Linked DNA regions of Mus musculus: region 2 is linked to region 1. Evidence: chromatin contacts called from public HiChIP or PLAC-seq data. All regions are on one chromosome and are shown on one strand. The core of a region is the stretch at or near the end of the contact, and the rest is flanking DNA. Distances in the headings are between cores, read along the strand shown.

What was found. HiChIP or PLAC-seq counts read pairs in DNA pulled down with a chosen protein or histone mark.
Region 2: a contact with region 1 is called in an H3K27ac HiChIP or PLAC-seq map of embryonic stem cells, with 7 read pairs. The contact joins two enhancer-like sites. A contact is called at or near these places in 4 of 484 Hi-C or Micro-C datasets (myocytes, nephron progenitors, pancreatic cancer cells and 1 more), 2 of 115 datasets of contacts at active chromatin or transcription factors (bone marrow-derived dendritic cells and embryonic stem cells) and 1 of 9 other capture datasets (pancreatic islet).

What each region holds. Positions count from the first base shown.
Region 1 is chr1:37,000,358-37,005,218 of GRCm38.p6, forward strand. No RefSeq gene overlaps it. Among named protein-coding and RNA genes, the nearest start is that of Vwa3b, 27 kb to the right of the region's middle. Within about 2 kb of position 1,519, at least 91 of the 459 cell types and tissues checked have an H3K27ac peak or open chromatin away from gene starts, as enhancers often do. A contact at or near this core is called in embryonic stem cells, where this site is marked.
Region 2 is chr1:37,127,177-37,131,992 of GRCm38.p6, forward strand. It overlaps Vwa3b (von Willebrand factor A domain containing 3B), which reads left to right. Exons shown (of 28, transcript NM_001370828.1): 14 at 1,708-1,884. Among named protein-coding and RNA genes, the nearest start is that of Gm37020, 21 kb to the right of the region's middle. Within about 2 kb of position 3,030, at least 11 of the 459 cell types and tissues checked have an H3K27ac peak or open chromatin away from gene starts, as enhancers often do. A contact at or near this core is called in embryonic stem cells, where this site is marked.

The DNA.
Region 1 (4,861 bases), core at 269-2,768:
TGTAACAGGAACCTGAAAGCTCACAAAGGAAATTTCAAAATGACGAATAAATTCCAGCCCTAAGGTGACAGCCACGGAGGTCATCTGATGAAGATTTAAAGCATCTACAATGACAAAGAAACCGGAACCAACAAATGTTATGAATGTGCTTGAAAATGAAACCAACCGACATTCTAGTAAAGAAACGGGAACCACAAAGAACTATGTGGAGGGGCTGGAGAGAAGGGTGCTTGTTGCTCTTGCAGAGAGGTCCTAGCAGCCATGTTTGAGGCTCACAACACCTGTCACTCCAGCTCCAGGGGATCTTATGGCCCTGGCCTTGTGGGTCCCTGCACTCACATGCATACCTCTCCTCCCACATATACACATGATTAGAGCATAAGAAAGATGTAAAGAAAGAAGTGGACATTTTAGAACTGGACAGTGTAACAACTGGAAACTACAACAGGCAAGCTCAGTAAAAGGAAGAAGCCGGAGAGAGAATGAGAGACTACAAAGCTAGAACAACAGAAACGACCCAACTTCAACAAGTAAGTGTACGGATTTCTGTACACATATATGCATGCAATAACACACACACACACACACACACACAGAGGGAGCATGGGTTTGAAGGAGAGTGAGGAAGGTTTGGAGGGAGGAAAGAAAAGGGATGAATGCTGTAGTTAAATTATAATTTCAAAAGAAAAAAAATTTAGTGTTGACTAGATCGTAGCATTTATTTTCCTGTGACAAAAGACCTAATACTTGTCTCGAGAAAATAGAGAAAGAGCGTAGAATTAAAAAAAAAAAAAAAAAAGATGCTAGAAGATGTAGGGACTGAAATACTCCTCAGACTTGACAAGTCACCTAAAGACACAAAAGAAAGATACCAAGAATACAACAAAGGGAATTAAGGCTTAAAAAAACAAAACAAAAAAACAAACCAAAACCACTAATAAGAAACAGCAGGAAGAGAGAGAGAAAGGAAGAGGGGCAGAGGAGGAAGAAGGAGGAGGAGAAGGAGGAAGATAAAGAAGAGGAAGGAGCAGAAGAAGGGGGAGGAGGAAGAAGATGAAGGAGGAGGAAAGTGAGGAAGAGGAAGGAGGAGGAAGATGAAGAGGGGGAGGAGGAGGCAGGCAGCATCCCACAGGCATGAGGAAATGTCTGAAGACTAAAGAGTGATAAGTTATCTCTCCATTTAGTAATGAGCCAGTTAAAACCAGATTAGAGTATAGTAAACAGGTTTACTATAAATAATAAATAAAGCAGGTTTATTGGGAAGCTGCTTTCGGGCAAGTTCAATGGTCACAAGGACGGAGGTCAGGGAAGTTACAAATGGAGAGGGAGAGAGGGGGGGGGAGAGGGAAGAGAGAAAGACAGAGAGAGGGAAGGGAGAGAGAGAGAGAAGAAGAACAACACCTCTGGATTATGTAGGGAAGAGTGCCTGGGGGGGTGGGGGAAGGCAGCTCAGCCCCTGATCTGGAAAGTTCAGGGTTGGGAGCAGGATATGCCAGGAAGGGACTGAGGGATGCTGGGAGAGCCTGGAGGCCAGGTCTGCTTTGATACGTAAAATACCTCAGCCCCTTGTCCAGGGTCTGAAGGGTAACAAAGAGAAGGAAAACAATCTGGGGAAAAAAAATCAGAAAGATTTTCTCTGTGGGTGAAAAGAACTTTAATAACAAGAGAGCACTCATCAGAAAACACGGAGGCACGAACCTTGTTCATAGCTGAAAGAAGAACTCAGCTTGGAATCTTTTATCTGGTGCGAACAGTGTATAAAATCAAAGGACCAAGGCATCCGCAGATAAAGGGAAGGTAAAGAAACTTGTCACCAGCAGACGGATCCCCAAATAATGACTAAAGGAAGTTCTCTACACAAAAAGGAATTGAAGAAGAAGAAACTGTAGAAAGGCAGGAAAAATAAGGAACTCAGGACTGGGCAGTGGTGGCACACATTTTTAATCCCAGCACTTGGGAGGGAAAGGCAGGCAGATCTCTGAGTTCAAGCCCAGCCTGGTCTACAGAATGAGTTCCAAGACAGCCAGGGCTACACAGAGGAAACAATATCTCGAAAAACTAAACCAAAACAAAACGTCATCTAGTCTATCTTCCCTTCTGATCTTGAGTAACTTTTGATAAGGAAAGCAAAAATGGTAATGCTTTCTGATAAGGTCTTTAAAAGACCATAGTGGAAACTTTTTAAGACTGTTTAATAAATTAAATAAAAGTTCATACAAAAAGAAAGGAAACAGAAAAAGCCTGGCCTAATAGTTTAGCCCTATAACCCCAGCGTTCAGGAAGCTGGCCCAGTAGATGGCACCCCTGCCAGCCTGTTTCCCTCTGAGTAATATGCCTTTTGGCTTGGACCTTATCAACCCATTTTTTTACTAGTTAGTGGGGAGTGGAAAAAAATGGAGACCTTGGATAAGTCATCTTGAATCTGATGACACTTTGCAATGTAATGGATGTGTATCCTCCCCAACTCTGGAGTCTTAGAACATAGCCCAGGTACTCCCCCTGTTTAGCATCCTCCTGCCTCAACCTTCTGAGTACTAAGATTACAGCTATGCACCACCATGCCCATCTGTTGTGGTTCCTTCCTCCCTCCCTTCCTTCCTTCCTTCCTTCCTTCCTTCCTTCCTTCCTTCCTTCCTTCCTTCCTTCTTTTCTTTCTTTCTTTCTTTCTTTCTTTCTTTCTTTCTTTCTTTCTTTCTTTCTTTCTTTCTTTCTCTCTTCTTTCTCTCTCTCTCCCTCCCTTCCTCCATCCCTCCCTCCGTCCCTTCCTTCCTTCCCCCTTTTTTTTTTAAACATTTATACATCTTATTTATATGAGTACACTGTAGCTGTCTTCAGACACACCAGAGGAGGGCATCGGATCCCATTACAGATGGTCGTGAGCCACCATGTGTTTGCTGGGAATTGAACTCTGGACTTCTGGAAGAGCAGTCAGTGCTCTTAACCGCTGAGCCATCTCTCCAGCCCAGGTAATTTCTTATCCCAATAAGCCTGTATAAAAAATACATAACCCAGTTATATTCATAAGCTATATGCCTAGATTGAACTGATCTATCACCTAATGAAAGGAGAGAGACAACTCTGACAAGATTCTGTAGACCAGGCTGGCCTTGAACTCAGAAATCTGAATGCTTCTGTCTCCTGAGTGCTGGGACTAAAGGTGTGCTACCACCGCCTGGCACTTAGGAGAAAATATTAAACTCTTGTGCTTTTATTTCAGTGATCACCCAACAGAAGCAATGGAGGACATTCTGGAATCATCTGGAAGCTGTCTGCTGGGCCCAGCCACCAATGCAGCGGCATTTGATGTCACATAATCTCACTCTAATAACTACAGGCTAGGGGACAGAGGACAAAGCGTATGATGTAGACAAGAATTCCTCTCCCACGTGAAAGTGAGAGGAAGCCAAGGCTTAAAGAAAATTTCCAGGCTGGAGAGATGGCTCAGTGGTTAAGAGCACCGATTGCTCTTCCAAAGGTCCTGAGTTCAAATCCCAGCAACCACATGGAAAAAAAAAAAAGAAAAAAAGAAAATTTCCTAACTGCTCAAAAGGGGGAAAGGGAGAGAGGGCTGAGTAGCACAGGGAAGACACAGTAGGGACCAACTTCTGTCAGGTTATCTTCTAGTGCTTGAGCACTGATTCGAGCCAGTAATGTCTGTCACATTGAATTAATAATGCTGGTTGTTAATGAATAAAAGGTATTAAATTATGATAAAACAGGGACCGGAGAGAAGGCTCGGTCATTAAAGTGCTAACTGTGCAACTGTTAAGTCTGGACTTTGGATCTCAGCATCCAGGTAACAGGCCCTGTGGAAGGTGGGGTCAGCGGTATCTCTGGGATTTGTTGGCTTCTGGTCAAGCTGAAAAGGCAGGCTCTGAAGGTTCAGGGAGAGGCTCTGCCTCAAAGGAAAGGTGGCTGATCTCCTTTCCTCTGTGCCAGGGCATGCATTTGCATGTTCTCACAGGGGCACAGGCGTACACATAAATCAACACAATCTCTATCAGCTAAACTTTATTATATCGTTTCGTTTCCTTATTTGCATAAGGGGATAATTTGTTTTAGAATTACGCATCCAAGCCATGTTTTGATTAAAATAACAGAAAACAGCACAAGAGACTTTTCTTCAGGCATTGTGCTGTCATAGAACAATTTTTGAACTGGGGGAAAAAAAAATCTCTTCTGAGATTTAATAGACAAGACAGCGTTCAGGACTTTTCCAAGGTCAGGCAACGAATCTGAAGCTGGACTGTGACTTGCAAGTCTAGCCCAGGCCCTTTTCCAAGGCACGGCCGTGCAGAATTGCGATCCAGGAGGGTGGGGTGTTTAGATTACATGGATGGATGGCAGAGCCTCCACTTACCAGAAGCTGGGAGCTGTGTTTTTCCTTTCACAGAGCAGCCTCATGGTGTATGTCAAGTGAAAAACAAGCAGAGACGTTTAGAGGTGAGACTGGAGCTCAACCCTATACACTGAGCCATTACACCCTTGTAAGGGACAAGCAGGCTGAAGGCTTTACTGAGGGCTATTATTAACAGGGACGATCTGTGTCAGAGACTCCAGGACGGTTCTCTGGTGGAAAATCTTTTAATGCTTTTAAAATAGATCCAACCCAGAGGCCATGGCGATGCATGCCTGTAAACCTAGTGCTTCGAGCAGACAGCGAAATATCAGCAGCATTTTGATTATTGATCTGTTCAGGTTTTAAACTTGTACATATAGATTAGATTCAGCAGCAGCACTCTAACTCAGCTTTGTCTCTTTGGCTCTAGGCATATAGGAAACAGGCATGCTCCAAGGTCATGCCTAGGCTGTCCACGAGCACCTTTCAAATATTCAGGAATCCATCAAACGAGTCACCCAA
Region 2 (4,816 bases), core at 1,780-4,279, 130 kb after region 1:
AACGCCTCTAGGATTGCAGTGTGTGTGTACCCCAGTGTTACCACCAGAGAAACTGGTGACGTCGGCCAACCTAACTGTACAGACCAGTTACTCCACTGTTAAGTGGAGGTGCTAGCTACATTGTCACTTGGAGGGAATGGCTGAGGAAAGGCAGAACAGCAGGCAAATGTCAGATGGTAAAGAGCGACGTTTGCAGGGGTGGGAAATCCAGCTGTAGCTCTTCTGGCTATACAACCGCCCACACATGTGTCCCAGAAGGCGGGCTTCCTCTTGTCTTTTTGTTTGTTTGTTTGTTTGTTTGTTTTTCGAGTCAGGGTTTCTCTGTGTAGCCTGGCTGTCCTGGAACTCACTCTGTAGACCAGGCTGGCCTTGAACTCAGAAATCCGCCTGCCTCTGCCTCCCAGGTGCTGGGATTAGAGGCATGCGCCACCACTGCCATCTTAGAATGTATTTCTCTTCCACATAGTCACAGCGTGGCTGCAGCTGCTCCAAAAGAAAGATCCATTTTGCAAGAATGGAGAAGGACATTAGACTCTTTTGTTGTGTCTTTTTTATTGAGAAAGGAAATCGCTCCTTGAAAACTTCTAGGTTAGTCAGAACTGGGATGGTTTGGTCATTCCTAACTGAAAGGTAAATTGTACTGTGTTACCATTGATGATCCTTGTCTCTTTTTTTTTTTTTTTTAAGCTGATATCATTGTCATGAGAAGAAAGCCATGACTTCATAGTTAAAAAGGACAAGAGGGGTGGACAGGCAGCGACCTCCCATGATTCTTGAAAGGCTGAACTGATGGTTCTAAGGAGTAACCAGGAATTTCGGCCATTTTAGGCAGGGTTTTGTCACTGTAAAATAGACACCACGATCATAGCAACTCTTATAAAACGAAGTTCCTACGGTAGCAGGAAGAGAGAGAGAGACACTGGGCCTGGACGGAGCTTATGAAACCCCAATGTCCATCCCCTGTGATACACTTCTGTCAACAAGGTCCAACATATTCCAACAAGGCCACAGGTCCGAATCCTTTCAAATAGTTGCCACTCCCTATGAGCCTTGAGGGACCATTTTCATTCAAAGTACCACATAGGCCCTAAATAAAATACCCAGTTCTCAAAAGAACATTTAACCTCTCCCTCTATCTCTCAAAAGCAAATGGACTACAACTTGGCAAAAGCTGAAATTGTTCTTTTGTTAGAGATGTTTGGAAGCCAAATTGGGAAGCCAGGTACCCACACATGGGATCCTAGTAGCCAGGATATTCTTCCTATGGCTCTCCACCCAAGCCCAGACCACAGCCCAACTGCATGACCTCTATGCTGAGATGCACTTAAAGTTGAGGTGATTCTGCTTGTCAAACCTTTTTCCTACCACAATGTGGGACTTCAGTGGGAGAAGACTGTGCGTGGCCTTTGGGGCTCCATGCTCCTTGGTAGGCAGTTTGCTTATTGGATTGAACTAACATATTGACAAAAACATCACACACTGTGTGAGCAACTCCTATCTCAGAATTTGACCACCTGTGGAAAATACTAAGAATTTATTTTTTTACACTATATCATTTGTCTTTCTCTTTTACCCTTTCCAAAAACATGTTGTATTACTGCTTTTGTGCATAGGTGTTTGTCTGCATGTATGTCTGTTTGCCACATGCATGCCTGATACGTATGGGGGCCAGAAGAGGGCTTCAAATTCTCCTTGTTATCTTTTCAGCCACCAGAAATGGTGATGGACCACGTCAAACTCTTTCAGAACATCCCCATCTGTGCCATCTCCTTCAGTTACAACGATGAGGTTGCGAACGAGTTCTTGAAGGAGCTTGCTGCCTTGACCGGAGGCGAGTTCCGAGCTTATAACTTTGGCTGCAAGGATCCCATTCAGGATACTCAGGTGGGAACTTGGCACACTGAGGAAATGGTTCACTCATTCATTCATTCGTTCGTGCATTCATTCATTAGAGTGTTACGAGTCTCAAAGATCAGCTCCTGAGCTGGGAGAACTGCAGCCATACACAAAACTAAGCAAAGCAGCTGGTGCAGTAATGATGCCCCAAGGTTGGTCCAAATGTGGCCTGAGGATCTCAGAACTTGTGACAATGTGAGCCTGGATCAAGGTCACAGGTACAAGCCAGGAACTCCTATCATGGCTAATGGCCCAAGGATCTTAGTAAGTTTTGTTGTGATCTTCTTCATTTTCCTCTTCCACCTCCTCCTCAGTTGTTGCTTTTGTGTGTAGGTGTTTGTTTGCGTGTATGTCTACGTGCAATATGCTTGTGCCTATGGGGGTCAGAAGAGTGCCTCAAATGCCTTGGAGTTACAGATGGTTAGCACCACAGGGCTGTTAAGAATAGACCCTGGTGCAAGGCAGAGGCAGGCAGATTTCTAAGTTCGAGGCCAGCCTGGTCTACAAAGTGAGTTCCAGGACAGCCAGGGCTACACAGAGAAACCCTGTCTTGAAACAAAAACAAAAACAAAAACAAAAACAACAAACAAAACAAAGCAAGAATAGAACCTGGGTCCTTTGCAAGAACAGCCAGCGCTCTTTAACCACTGGGCCATGTCTCCAGACCACACGTATACTGGCCTTTAACTAGCTACCTCTTAACTTCTCAAGGAATGCAACTATGTGACCATCTGATAAAATAATTCACACTGATGGGGAAAGGGGACAGAGTAACTGAAAGTATTCCCTGACCCTCTAGCCCTGGCCTGAGGATGTGATTTCAATGTTTGCCAGGTTTTTAAGGCTCCTGCTTGAGGTTCAGTTAAGGCGTGGAGACATCTGTATAGTTTAAAGGCATTGGGATTTTAATTTTTATTTATTTATTTTTTTTGCTGACTCAGTCTCTCAGCTAGTGTCCAATTCTCCGCCATTTCATCTCTCCACATGGTTCCTCAGAGCCGGACTCCAGCTCTGCTCAACTCCAGCCGAGCCTCCATTCTTCTTCCTCCTGTTTCCCTCAGCATCTCTGCCTGCCTGGAAGTCCTGCAGTACTTCCTGCCTCAGCTCCAGCTTCCAGCTGTTTATTATTCTAAAAGCCACACCCCTTACTCTGGGGTAGGCTGAGGAAGGTCACCTTCCCTTAGGGCAGCTTGGCTTCCTTGTAAAGGCAGGTGAGGAAGTGAATATTACACACCCCCTTAACCAGGCATTGCAGCTTCAAAGAACAATTGAAAACCCAAGGACAGAACATGCAACATTTGTGGGTCATCAACTCAGGGAGCTCTTCTGTAGGAAACCGTGCTTACTGCTCATTCTCCTCCGTTTTTTTTTTTTTTTTTTTTTTTTGGTTTTTCGAGACAGGGTTTCTCTGTATAGCCTTGACTGTCCTGGAACTCACTCCGTAGACCAGGCTGGCCTCGAACTCAGAAATCTGCCTGTCTCTGCCTCCCAAGTGCTGGGATTAAAGGCATGCGCCACCACTGCCCGGCCGTCATTCTCCTTCTTGTATGTAGAGACCTAGAACTGTTATCAGGACAAATCAGAGATATGAACAACTCTTGGTCTGAGGAGACTACCCTCTGAGAACCGAACCAGACAAAAGGACCTCAGGGGACTGTGCTCTGAGATCACCCTATACTAATGACAACAACCTGGTGGGGAAAGAGCTGCAGACCCTGTTGGAACAGTTGCAGGAGTTCCCATGCACAGCAAACCTGCCGACTTTTAGACAGAGGTTCAAAACAATTCCAAGAGGGAAAGACCACCTTTTCAACAAATAATTGGAACAACTGACAGTCCTCAGGCAAAACCCCAGTCTAAGTGCTGATCTTCACACACAGAGAGCACGCATGCGCAAAGTAAATCACAGGCTCCAATATATAAATTATAACAAATTATATAATATTTGTTTCCCTGTCAGCTACTCAGAGGATGAAATACAATGAAATAAACCCTGGCTTATTTTATATTATGTACTTTCTAATGTATTATCACAGTAACAGAAAGTAAACTAGAATAGCTAGCCTGGGAACTTTAATGAGACCCTGTCATAAACTTAAAGTGGGGCTGGGATATATAAGTTGGTGGTAGAGTAGTGGCCTAGCATGTAGAGTACCCAGGGTTCAAACCCCAGGGCTATAAAAACAAACAAAAAGTGTCCATCTAGAAAACCTGGGAAACACATCAGACATTCCACTGAGGAGGCCCAACAGAAGTGGGAAAGAAGCCAGGCCAGGAGGCCAGATGCCACCAGCACAGGCCAGGAGGCCAGATCCCACCAGCACAGGCCAGGAGGCCAGATCCCACCAGCACAGGCCAGGAGGCCAGATCCCACCAACACAGGCCAGGAGGCCAGATCCCACCAGCACAGGCCAGGAGGCCAGATCCCACCAGCACAGGCTAGAAGGCCAGATGCCACCAGCACAGCCCAGGAGGCTGGATCCCACCAGCACAGGCCAAGAGGCCAGATGCCACCAGCACAGCCCAGAAGGCCAGATGCTACCAGCCTTAGAGGAATACTACCTAAGCTACAGCACATGTCACTCCATGTCTGTCAGAATGGCGGAGAAAACTACATGCTGGCAGGTTGGGGAGAAACAGGGTCACTAACACATTGTTGGCTGGAGGATAAAATACAAGCCACATTGGAAAGCAGTCCGGTGGTTTCCATCAAAGCCAATGTTTAATTGCTGTAAGACCTGGTCCTTGGTGTAGCGGGCATGCATTTCAGAGAATGAAAGCTTGGATTCATATAAAGTATAGGGAGCTCTGCATCTATCAAAGCAATGGAGTTCACAGTTAAATGGTTTCCCTCAAGGTGACCCCGCCCCACATGGCTTCACTGCTGAACTGTAGAGAGGAGTAATTAATATCAGTTCAA